Linked DNA regions of Sus scrofa: regions 1, 3 and 4 are each linked to region 2. Evidence: chromatin contacts called from public Hi-C and HiChIP or PLAC-seq data. All regions are on one chromosome and are shown on one strand. The core of a region is the stretch at or near the end of the contact, and the rest is flanking DNA. Distances in the headings are between cores, read along the strand shown.

Region 1 (2,948 bases), core at 173-2,672, 88 kb after region 2:
GTTTAAATAACATCTGCAGTTTGCAAAACACTTTCACTTATATCATCTCTTTCGATGGTCTGTAAAGAAATGTACAATCTTAGGAGAAAAGTATTTTATCATGAACTTATATAAAAATGTTACTAGTAACAGTGGTTTTAATTCTAGATAAGCTATTTGTCTTTTATAATACTAAGAAAGAATAGTTATATATCTGACTTTGATCACTTTGTAATTTGGCACACATGCTCACAGGGAGGCAGAAATGCAAAACAAAATTTGTTCTCTTTAATCATATATATTACTTTCCACACTTGGCCTCTGCGAAAAATGATACATCTCAAGCTTATGATGATAAGCATTAATGCTTTGAATTGGAAATTGCAACATACCTCATTAATTGTTTTCACAATTAGAAGCCAGCAATGGATAATTTCTAGTTTAAAAGCCAAGTTATGTTGAAGGAAGTTCAGAGACATGTTGAAGGAATCTGTGGCTATAAGGCCTCGATGCTTATGGAGCTCACAGGAGTAAAAACAGCCAGGTTCTAATAGAATTCTAATTCAGGATTTGCAGAGTCCACACTAATTTGGCACTGTTCTGGGAAAGGCTGCATGGAAAAAGATTTGTTTCTAGAGATTTTCAGGAAAGTAGCCAATTCAAACTTCTCAAGGCTGTGACATCATTCCTGGCTGGTAGCAAGTTCTTTCTGTCATCCTGGGACTTGCTTGAGAATGAAGAATGTCTTCATGCCTCCAGCTTCTGAATTCACATGTATGCTCCCTTCACATACGTTTGTGTACGCATTCACAGATACACACCAGCACCCACGTCTTTAGACCTGCCTTTTGCACCAAGAGTGTCAGCTTATTCACGAGCCTTCAAGTGTCCCAATCAGACCAGTTTAGTCCAGCAATGGAGAAACAGATAGGTAAGATAGACTGATATGTTCCATCAAATTAATTCCTCATTTCACAATTGAAATGTTGACAGGATGTCTGGCCTCTAGTTGCAAGGAGTTCTTGTACTCCGTTCAAGGGCAACCAAAGGAGGGAAGCGGGAGTTCCCTTGTGATGCAGCAGGTTAAAGTTCTGGCATTGTCACTGCAGTGGCTTGGGTCGCTGATGTGATATGGGTTCTATTACTGGCCCAAGAACTTCCATGTGCCCCAGGTGCAGCCAAAAAAAAAAAAAAAAAAAAAAAAGGAAGAAGAAGAAAAGAAAAAAGAAAACTGAGATCCTCCCTTCCACTGTCTTCTATTCTTGAGTCCTGATCCTGCCTACCGAGAAGGGGCCTTTTAGAAAGTTACCCTCATTCAGGTTATACCCTCCCACACCTCCAGGCCCCAGGATGCTTGCTTCTGAGTTCTCAGCAGACTCAAAGCCTTGCCAACAGCAGACAGAGGCATCAGGCTGAGCCCTGGGTGGAGAAAAACCTGGAGTTGCACAATAGTGACCCACTTGGCACAGGGCCTGAGCCATCCTGATGGGCCCCAGGGACTCCTCATCCCAGGCCCCTGGGAGCATCCCTTGGAGAACTCTCACAAATAGTCACCCAGCCACAGCTGGGGGTCGTCAACAGAAACCCATGGAAACAAGGCCCTGCCCTGTGGCATTCTGAGTCAGCCCTGCAGCGTGATTTACCAGCTGCCTGAAAAAAGAAAACACTGCTAGGACCAGGGCCATGAGGTGTAAAGGTGTCGAGTTGAAAAACCAGGGGTGGGTCCAAATCTCCCCCCTCCCCGCCTTTCCTCCCTGAGAAAAGTATCCCAACCTAAAGGTTTCTCTTTAAATTTAAGATATCTCTGTGTGAGAAAAACTACTTTATTACTCAACATTAGTGACACTCACTTTGAACCTTAATTCTGAAAACCACAGAATTTAAAAAATGCTGTAAATAGCTGACATGGGTGTTCTCCCCCTGCTTTCAAAGGAATTGTTTTTGTAATTATGGAGCATGGAGGGGGTGAAGTTGCATTCGACCCCTCCACCCTGGCCCCCTCTCACACAGTAAACAGGAGACTGTAATGAGATATTGCAACTAAAAACATTCATCATATTCAGATGAATTAATAGTGGAAAAGTTTCAGTACATTCCTAATGTTTTTTTAAAATCTTTAGTTAGGTCTCTATTCTAGTTCGGAGGACAAATAAATGCCTGACATAGGGTCTAAGCCAAATTCCAAAATGTAGCAAAAACAGTGCCTGCATATTTGGCAGGAATTGAAACCAGTTCAGGTCAGTGTCTGTTTCTTTCCAAAGAAGAGTTTCTGCATTTACACTGGGCTAGGAAAACATGGGGAACAACAAGTAATATTGTAAGCTCCAGCGCCTGGCTAGCCAAAGGAGAATGTTTAGAGCAAGTCCAGAATTACCATGAGCGCTTAAGCGCCAATTTGGGTTGGCATAAGCTTTTGGGGGGCAGTGAGCAAGAGAAAGAGGGTATGGATTGCATTGTTGCAGCAAAATTGCCTTCTCCCATCTCAGGCTCTCACCTTGCAAATCACCCTCTCTTAGCAAAAGCACATCTTACTTGTTAACTCCTCCTCTGCTTGCTAACCTTTTCAGTCATCCCCCTTCTTCATTTCAGAATGGCCTTCGGAACAAAGCAGCGTTTTAAAGCCTTTCCCACTAAAAGTTCGCCCCTCCCCCCCCTTTAAAGAGGCAGTGTGGAGGTGATTGTCTTTTCTCTCTCTCTCTCTCTTTCTCTCTTTTTTTAAATTTGTTTTTCTGCAGTCTCCTCTTGTGAAGCAGTCATTGTTTAGGGGTTGATGGATATTTCTTCAGAGATACCATCATATCGCTTGTTATTGTAACACTTATTGGTGATAAAGTTCAGACTAAAAATTAAGCAGCTGCAATGTAGCAGCACAAATTAGTTTAATGTAAGCAGTCAGGAGCAGCTGGCTGGCTCAGGACTCGAATTTAGCTGTTGGGGGAAGGGTTCTGTGACGCTGACAGTGTTTTTTT
Region 2 (2,892 bases), core at 392-2,891:
GAAAAGTGAGATACTGTGTCTAAGGGAATGTTTTTTAATTCACGCCGAAGAAGTTGGGGGATTTGATTTCTTTCTCCGAGATTTTGATCGAGTCAACAGCTTACTCTACTGGGCTGCTGTTTGCACACGAAGTCCGTCATAAAATCAAACTCGTTTTGCCCCAGCCAGAGTTCAGGCAGCTCCTTGATGCGGTCCAAACCCATTTCTATCACTAAGGACATAAGCACTTCCTCGTCGATGAAATCAGTGTCTATGACATTGGGCGGCAGCATTGCAGCAGGGACGTGGGCCACAGAGGCGGGCATGTTGCTGCTGCTGCCGCTGCCGCTGCCGCCGCCGCTATTGCTGCTGCCCGCGCCGCCGCCAGAAGTGCCCGCGGAGCCGCCGGGGGTGCTGCTGCCGCCGGAGCCGCCGGGGGTGCTGCTGCCGCTGCTGTGCTTGGGGTTGCAATCTCGGAAGTGCTGGTTTGTCCCGTTCATCTGGTGGCCTGCAGCAGGGTGCAAATCCGGCATGTAGTGGTTGTGGGGGTAGGGGTGATGGTTGAAATACTGGTTGTTGAGCTTCTGCAGCTGCATGCTGGCCGGCAGGGAGCCTCCCTGACTGGCCACGGGGGGGGCCATGAACTGGGAGTTGTTAAACCTGGCCGCGGGGGCCAGCGCGCTCGGGGGGTGCCCTCCGTTCACAGTCCCCGGCCCCATCGCGTGCCTGATGCCGCTTGTGGCATTCATGTTGCCCGCGCCGTAGTGTATGTGCTCGCCCATTAGGGCGTTAAAGGTGTGTTGGGGCTGCTGCTGCTGGTGGTGATGGGGGCTTGGGAACTGCCCCATACCCATGCGGTGGGCAGGGTGGTGGTGCAGCCCATTGGTGCCGTCGGGGAAGCGCCCGTGGTTCATGGCCATCATATGGTCTGCCATTTCCAGTCCTGAAAGTGAAAAAAGCAGACGCTAAGACCGTAGCCACACGTGTCGCCCACCACAGCGCAGCCCACCTTTTCTCGCCTTTGCCCCCCTCCCAAGACTCCCTAGACACACTTCGGTTGCGATCATCCCGAGGATCCCACCAGGAGCCTGTGCACCCGGGTTCACCACCAAGACAGACCTGCCATCTACAACAGAGCCGCGCGCTGCACAAACATCCCTTTCCCCTGCGATCGGGCGGGGGGACCCAAGCCCACACCCCCCTTTGCTCCCCGATGTCGCCTAATAAAGGAAGTGCCCCGTAGCCCTGCCGCGAACTTCAGGCATTAAATCAGCCCTCCTCATCCTGTTGTTGCACATCCTGTTGTTATTCCCCAGCTCCGCCTCACGCTCTTCCTCCGGGCAAACCCAGCCCTCGTCGGACTGGGTTGGCAGAAGCCCCAGCCAGCTTCTCTCGCCGCGCTTACCTTCCGTCCTTGCGATTTCTGCTCTGAAGACCGAGGGCGGGATCGTTGGGTCCAGGACCGGCTCAGCAGCACATAGAGGTGGCCTTTCCGGTGTGCAAGGCGCTCGCTGTCTCGAAGTCTGCGCCGAGGTCTTGCAGCGGCTGCTGGGGCAGGACCGGAGCCGTTCCCTTTTATTTCCCCTCTGCTGCCTCACAGCTCGCTAGATCGCTAGACCGCCCGGCAGCTGCCAACAATGAGCTGTGTTTCTTAGGGCTTTGGCCACAGTCAATATAAGGGATTTCAGAAAGGGCGGAGCGAGAGCCTCCCGGGGGGGCGGAGGGAAAATGCGGATTCCGGCACTTTGAGCACCCCGGACTGGGTCTGGCAACCGAGTTCCCCCTCGGCCGGAGGCACGTGCGCAGAGGCTGCGGTCCCAGGCACCGCCCCGCGGCCCCCGGATCCTGGTTTCCTCCACAAACACTGAGCCAGCACGGCGGCCCCCGGCACAGAGAAAAAAATCTTCCCTTGACTCTCAGCCTAGAGGTAGCGCCTGTCCGGAAAGAAGCGAGGAAAACTCATCGCCCCCCTCTGGCCGGATTCCCCAACCCCCAGCTCACCTACCGATCTGAGCTGCTTTTTACTGGAAAAGGGGATTCAATGCAGCGCCCACGCCGTCCATAGTGCCTTTTTGCCTCCCTGAGCTTACCAAAGCTTACCCAGGCTGCAAAGAATGGTTGTGTTTACCCCAGTGCGTTTTTAAGCCCTAGGCAAAGAATGTCCCCTCCCCTGTGCACGCTTTCCTGGGTTTTGCCTTTGTGTTTCTATTTGGGCATTAGGTGACCTGATCTAGATATTCTGCGTGTAGGTGAATCTCCCCCCCCCCCCCCCCCCCGCTCCCCCGCCTCAAGGACAGAGGCTGGGGGCGGGGACCGGCAGCCCGCTGCAGCTGCAGGTGGACTGAGCGCGCTAGCGCTCGGCTGCCTCCGCTCCAGCGGCCGGGAATCCTGTCCGCGTTTTGGGGCCCACTCGCCGCTCCCGGGTACGTGTGCTTCTGCTAAGTTTGCGTTTGCAGCTCTTGGTAGCTTTGGCATCCGAGCTGAGGCGTCTCTCCTCTGTAAACAAACTCAGCGATCCTCGTCCCTAGATCCACCTTTTTGCACATACAGTTTCTTGCTTCTGCTGTTGCCCTTGATCCGGGAGATGGGGGTGTGTGCAAACTTGCACAGCCTCCCTCTGGGTTCTGCCAGACGGTTTGGGGTTGCTTTAGAAGTGAACGGGTTTGTAATTAAGAAATTCGAGGGCTGAGTAAGGCTGCTGTTGCTGGAAAAGGAAAACAGATAGATAACATGGTAATCGCTTTGTAAATAAAGTCGTTCTGGAGGTGGGCACGTAGCTGCACGTCCCGTATGGCACCGCGAGCATACACACTGCTGGGACTATTCCTTTCCAGTGAAATTTCTCAGTGGGGCAATAGGTGATAATAATAACCTTGCTTCCCAGAACGCGGCACAACTAGCCTGGTCGTCCAT
Region 3 (3,268 bases), core at 236-2,735, 73 kb before region 2:
CGCTCAGTGGGTTAAGGATCTGGCGTTGCTGTGAGCTGTGGTGTAGGTTGCAGACGTAGCTCGGATCCTGTGTTGCTGTGGCTGTGGCATAGGCTGGCAGCTGTAGCTCCAATTGAACTCCTAGCCTGGGAGCCTCCATATGCCAGGGGTGCAGCCCTAAAAAAAAGACAGAAGACAAAAAAAAAAAAAATTATGACAGAGTCTTAATAATGCACAGGTTTGCTGTTGTGGTGGGATGAACATAAAAACAAAAATATATTGCTCCATGCATTGCACAGCTTCTTCCTTGCCTTCTCAGGGCAGGCACTATCAAATGTTTGAACATTTTCAAGAACGGCAAATTCAGTGTACAGACATTGCCATCCACATGTGGCCCTCACCAAGTTATCATTAACTTCGAAAGAAGTATTTTTTTCTCTCCTCCATTTTAATTCACCACCTTTATTATGAAATGATGCAGTAAACAGCTTCCTTGTCCTCATCACTGGATTCTCTATCCTGACCCCTGCTTGTTGGGCACACTCATCTATATATAACTTGTGTTTCCCCTGAACTTGGAGAAAGACACGGCACCTGCTGTCCAGCCAGAAGTTATTTTAAGCTCTTCTAAAAGGAGCCATGGCCTTTAGCACTTCGTCTTTGAAAGTCAAGGGAAGAGAATACTTTCTAAATCAAATTGAAAACAGTAAACATTTACTGGTTTAGATCCATGTGTGAGTTTTAAAGTGTTAGGGAGGCTTCTGAGAGATAAAATAAAATCCGAAGTAAACCAAACTTCATAGCAATAAATTTAAAACCAACTGTCCATAGAAGTTTTAATGTGGTTAGTCTAAATGCAAGTGTTCTGTCTGTAGATTTGATTTATTCTTCATCAGAGGCCATAATCAGTGATTTTTTTTTTTTGTATTAAGTTCATGGATCTCCTTTAAACTCATACTCCTCATTTACTTTAAAACAGAATAACTGAATCATTGTAAACCATAGGACGACTCAATTCCTAAAAGTAGCCTCAAGACAAATCCACAGGGGTAAAAAACAAGTCAGAGAACTGTTATTTTAAATTGTCTCTTTCTCAATTAATTTTACAGCAAGAAATTACTTCTAAATTTTATCTTCTATAAAGTTTACTGGCCATCTGTGTCTCCCTTGAGAGAAAGTTTTTCACTTGTCCTGGCAGTCCTAGCAGATTACCACACACTTAGCCCTTCCTGAGCAACACATTTAAATGGTAAATAAAACAATGGAAAGTTCTTCAACAGTTCACTAGCAGTCTCAAAGTTGCAAGTTTCAAACACCACAAACCGCACCCTACATCTTACAGGGCTTGTGGGAGTGTTTGTCATACTTACCAGAAGGCCAGGCACTAAGCAGAAAGAGAAAGAAGAGGCAAGAGGCAGCAAAAGCCAGTCAGAGCAGCAGCAACAGCAGGAGACAGGCGTGCTGGCTGTGTTCTTAAAAGGGAGAGAGAAACTAAACACACACACACACACACACATATCAAGGCAGGAGGGGGAAGGGAAGGAACACCCTGTGACACAGCAAAAGAGAAATATACCCAAGCCTCCGTAGCAGTCTTCTGGGCAAATGTCTTAGAAAAGAGAAGCACCTGGGAGATCTTATCAGGTTCCATGATTTGTCGTTTAAAAAACGTAAACTCTCAGTACATAGCCCCTTTGTGAACAAAAATTTTCAGCATTGTTCTTCAGGGCAGAGATCGTTTTTTCTTATTTCTTGGTTTATTTCCAGTATAGCCTATGATTCATCATCTTTTTCCCACCTTCTTATGCTAACTTAATTAGTGTCAAATTTCTTATAGGAATCATGGAAAAAGAAAAACAATGGCATAACAAAAAGGAGATGTTAGAAACACTTTAATTTTGATGTTTGGTTTACTTGTAAAATTTGAAATAAAAATTTAGATGGCTCTTTGGAACTGGGTTTAATTCCATCTTTGTGTATGTGCTAGTTGGTGTGACCTCAGACCCTAGCTCTTACTCAGGTAACTGCCTTCACATCTCAGATATGCCCTGGGGAAAGCAGTTGCTTTTTCTTCTTTAGTTGCAGGCTTTCTAACCTTCCACAGTGGCTTTTCCAAGTCTTTCCCACCTTCTCAAGTCCTCAATCTCTTTCTTAATTCTCCTCAGAAAAATAACTTCTTCTTCATTTACTATAAAATGCCTTTTTCTCTTAACCTACATCCATTCCATTTTCTTCTGTTTCTGGAGATTGTGTTCCCACGCTATTCCAAAGTGGATTCCTCCATCAGAGTTTCTGCTCTTGGGACTGGCTGGGCATATTGATGTCCTTGTGGTAGGCAGATCATGCCACCAGAAAGACTTCCACACCTGATCCCAGGGACCTGCGAATGCATTACTTTACCTGTGAAAGAGACTTGGCAGATCTTGAGATAGGGAGATTATTCAGAATTATTTGGGTGGGTCCCATGTAATCACAAGGGTCCTTACAATTGAAAGAAGGAAGCGGGAGGGTCAGAATCAGAAAAGAAGAGTTGATGATCCAAGCAGAGGTCAGAGTGATGGAGGGCCACAAGCCAAGGGATGTGGGGAATCTCTAGAAGCTAGGAAAGGAAGACGAGGAAGCAGATTGTTCTTAAGATCCTACAGAAGCAATGCAGTTCTGCTGACACCTGATTTTGGCCCAGTGAAACTCATTGTGGATTTCTGAGCTCCAGAACTGTAAAATAATAAATCTGTGTTGCTTTTAAGCCACAAGATTTGTGATTTGTGGTAAATTGTAGTAGTAGCAAAAGGTAACTAAAATATCTCTTACCCAAACTTTTTCCCACCCTTTTCTCTGAGGTCAGGGGAGGCATAAGCTGAATAGATGGATAGATGATTACCCAGTAAGTGGAGGTCGGGATAAAGAAATTCTGGAGAAGGCAGTGAAGCTGTTTACTGCATCATTTGATAACAGAGTGGCGAATTAAAATGGGTGAGAGAAAAAAGTACTTCCTTTATTTTTTTTTTTGGGGGGGGGTCTTTTTTTTTTTTTTTTAGGGCCACCACACCCATAGCATGCGGAGGTTCCCAGGCTAGGGGTCCAATTGGAGCTACAGCTGCTGGCCTATGCCACAGCCACAGCAATGCGGGATGAGAAACACATCTTCGACCAACACCACAACTCATGGCAACGCCCAATCCTTAACCCACTGAGTGAGGCCAGGGATCGAATCTTTGACAACTTCATGGTTCCCAGCCAGATTCATTTCTGCTGCGCCATGACAGGAACTCCAAAAAAGTACTTCCTT
Region 4 (2,977 bases), core at 108-2,607, 130 kb before region 2:
AACAAAATGGCAAGGATGCCCTCTGCAATTTATCAGGCTCTGACCGCAAGGGGTTGGCTGGACGGGGACTTGGTCAGGGACATCACTCTTGCCCTGTGTTGGAGTCTTTGGGTAGAATTTTAATTCACATATTCTTTAGGAAAGAAAGATAGTTTCAGTCTGAGGCTTCTAAAATCTTAAAATGTATTTTCTGCTTTTAAGACTTAGAAGGCATAAGCAGAAGCTTGTGGCAAAATGATTGAGATGGACTGGGACTTGGCCGTCAGCAGTGCCTTAACTGTTCAAGAGATAAATTGCTATATGCTAATCAAGCAACTGTTTGATTTATGTTTATGAATAATAAGCACATCTCTTTGGAATTGGTTGCAGTTTGGGATGAATTGTTAGAACAGTAATTATAAGTGGAGAAACTCACCATGCACTCATTCGTGATGCTGCTTAAACTGTTCATTTCTCCTTTTCTCTAGAAATGTTGGTGTGTTAGTGCATGAAATTGTTCCTAATCATCTTACTCCTTCACCCCTGCCTTTGTGCTATTATGTACCTTTTAAGACTTTTTCCCCCACTTGTTTACTGGAGAGATCTTCACCTGTAAGCCCTGCCTCTCAGGTCAAGGGCCATGTATCTTTGCCTTCATAGTCTCAAAACCTCCAGAGCCTGAAAGAATATCAGTATTTAAATGACTGTTGGAGGAATTAAGCAATTTATCTCTGTATCTGTCTATAAAATAACATATACTTTGGGTGCTTGGGCTGGTGTTTTTCTCACTGTGTTTGAATCAACTAATTAATTTACTCTGTGCCTGTTATGCATTAGGCACAAGGGAAATTCAAGCACAGCTAAAACATTCATCTAGCAGGTGTGGTGCTGCTTTGGAATCAACAAGTAGGCATATGACTTAGGGTTAAAATGCTCTTAATGAGTCTTTTGTGGTAATTACTTTTATTGCAATATCATATATAGCACATTCCAGAAAAATTCATCTCTTTTTCAAAGGTACTCATTTGTGCTATTAGGCCATAGTTGCTTTCTGAGTATAAATGTATTGACTAGTCAGGGGAAGAAGAGCAAGGGGAAAAGCTTCCTCACCTCTTCAATCATGTCCAACAGAGCTTTGTTACAGTTCTCAAACCGGGCTTTCCACGTGGCTGTTTCTTTTTCCAGCTTCTTCATTTTCTTAGTGGTCTATAGAAATTAGAATGTTTTAATGTTAATCCTGATTAGTTAATATATCAAAGAAACTGTCGGTGCCATATGTGATGTCAGGAAAAGTTCTTTTGTTACCAGCTACTGAAGGAAACAAAAATTCAATACCAAGGAATGAAGAATGAGTGGAGAGAGTCATGATTTATTTCTGAATCATCTGGGTCAGTGGTGAACAAATTTATTTGCATCAGAGCCAATTCAGGAGAAAGGGAACTACTTAGGGCCTTCCTGTTTTGTCATGCTTTTTCTTTTGTTTAAAATAAAAATAGCTTTATTGAGTCCCAAGAATAAACTTGAAATTTAAGTTATTTACTTTATTGAATAGAAGACTATTAGTGAGAAAGTTGGCCTGGCTTTTTAGCCATTAAAATGTTGATAATATCTGGGCATATCTGAGAAGTGTCCACACAAAGGCAGCTTTCTATTTTCTCAGTCTTTACATTTGTAGAATGCAGTAGGATTTACAGAAAGTGATTACATGCGTTATTCATTTCGTTCTTTTTTTTTTTTTTTTTTTTTTTTTTTTTTTTTTTGTCTTTTGAGGGCTGCACCTGTGGCATATGGAGGTTCCCAGGCTAGGGGTCTAATTGGAGCTGTAGCCGCCGGCTTACACCACAGCCACAGCAATACCAGATCCGAGCCGTGTCTGTGAGCTGCACTACAGCTCACCACAGTGCCAGATCCTTAACCCAGTGAGCGAGGCCAGGGATTGAACCCACAACCTCATGGTTCCTAGTCGATTCATTTCTGCTGTGCCACGATGGGAACTCTCATTTCATTCTTGAAACAATTCCCTAAGGAAAGTTCTGTTTTCACCTCTATAAATGGGGAAACTAAGGCTCAGGAAGGTGGAATAATATTCAGGTGACTCAGCAGAAGAGGGGGCCTGGAGTCCTTTCACTTAAAGCAACATGTATGGAGTGCCTGCTTGTCACCAGGCAGGGGCTAGGTGTAGGGCATACAGAAGTGAATAAAAGGTAGCCTGGCTTTTTCGTGACTGAAACTGTTCCTAGTTAGAGGATCTCCTTTCTTTTTGGATAAAGTGAAGGATAAGGCATGTGTTTATTTAGGTGCATTTACCCTGGATGAGCCACACTTGGGCACTTGCTACTTCGGGCCAGACTGCCTGAGGCTGGGTCTCTCCACTTGGAGGCCAGAGGCTGGCCCCAGGCTGTTGGCCCCTGGGCTCTGTAGAGAAGCTATGTGAGCCTTGGATACTTTTTTATTTTGATAATTTTTAAAATGAAGTTAGTAGTTTATAAACCATTAAAAGTTATCACCTCCTTTAGGAATTTGATGAAATCTATGGGACTACACTTAAACCTAAAGAAATACGCATATCAAATTTTTTTTTTTTGGTAATTCTAAGGTCTTACTGCTAAAAGTCTATGAAGCCTCAGATTAAAAACTCCTGCTGTAATATCTATTTCAGTCTTAAAACTATGTATCTTGGAATAAATAGCATTTTTCCTACCTTAGTATTTATTTCAAATTAAAACTATGATTAAATTTTTAAAAATGGAATTGGAAAGCTGTAACTTTTTTAAAAAAAATCTTTTCTTGTTTTTTTTATGGTAGAAACAGCTTTAAAAAAATGATTTTTTTTTTTTTTTTTGTCTTTTAGGGCTGCACCTGTGGCATATGGAGGTTCCCAGTGTAGGGGGTCCAATCCAAGCTGTAGCTGTCAGCCTATGCCACAGCCACAGAAATGCAGGATCTTTAACCCACTGAGTAAGGCCAGGGATCGAACCCAAGTCCTCATGGATACTAG

The links. Hi-C and Micro-C count contacts between places; a contact is called where the count stands out from the background. HiChIP or PLAC-seq counts read pairs in DNA pulled down with a chosen protein or histone mark.
Region 1: a contact with region 2 is called in an H3K27ac HiChIP or PLAC-seq map of skeletal muscle. The contact joins the enhancer-like site here to the promoter of CITED2 in region 2. A contact is called at or near these places in 6 of 47 Hi-C or Micro-C datasets (embryonic fibroblasts, fibroblasts, omental adipose tissue and 2 more) and 1 of 2 datasets of contacts at active chromatin or transcription factors (skeletal muscle).
Region 3: a Hi-C map of skeletal muscle shows a contact between it and region 2, with 5 times the contacts expected there. The contact joins the promoter of TXLNB here to the promoter of CITED2 in region 2. A contact is called at or near these places in 3 of 47 Hi-C or Micro-C datasets (blood and skeletal muscle) and 1 of 2 datasets of contacts at active chromatin or transcription factors (skeletal muscle).
Region 4: a contact with region 2 is called in an H3K27ac HiChIP or PLAC-seq map of alveolar macrophages. The contact joins the enhancer-like site here to the promoter of CITED2 in region 2. A contact is called at or near these places in 1 of 5 promoter capture datasets (liver), 31 of 47 Hi-C or Micro-C datasets (adipose tissue, alveolar macrophages, blood and 16 more) and 2 of 2 datasets of contacts at active chromatin or transcription factors (alveolar macrophages and skeletal muscle).

The regions. Positions count from the first base shown.
Region 1 is chr1:25,066,380-25,069,327 of Sscrofa11.1, reverse strand. No RefSeq gene overlaps it. Among named protein-coding and RNA genes, the nearest start is that of CITED2, 88 kb to the left of the region's middle. Within about 2 kb of position 1,422, at least 32 of the 83 cell types and tissues checked have an H3K27ac peak or open chromatin away from gene starts, as enhancers often do. A contact at or near this core is called in omental adipose tissue and skeletal muscle, where this site is marked.
Region 2 is chr1:25,154,401-25,157,292 of Sscrofa11.1, reverse strand. It overlaps CITED2 (cbp/p300-interacting transactivator 2), which reads right to left and starts at 1,641. Exons shown (of 2, transcript XM_001925774.5): 1 at 1,385-1,641; 2 at 1-922. The coding sequence starts at 914. The coding sequence ends at 93.
Region 3 is chr1:25,226,819-25,230,086 of Sscrofa11.1, reverse strand. TXLNB (beta-taxilin) reads right to left here and starts at 1,485. Exons shown (of 9, transcript XM_021087298.1): 1 at 1,350-1,485.
Region 4 is chr1:25,279,126-25,282,102 of Sscrofa11.1, reverse strand. TXLNB (beta-taxilin) reads right to left here. Exons shown (of 9, transcript XM_021087298.1): 8 at 1,090-1,185. Among named protein-coding and RNA genes, the nearest start is that of TXLNB, 52 kb to the right of the region's middle. Within about 2 kb of position 1,357, at least 6 of the 83 cell types and tissues checked have an H3K27ac peak or open chromatin away from gene starts, as enhancers often do. A contact at or near this core is called in alveolar macrophages and retroperitoneal adipose tissue, where this site is marked.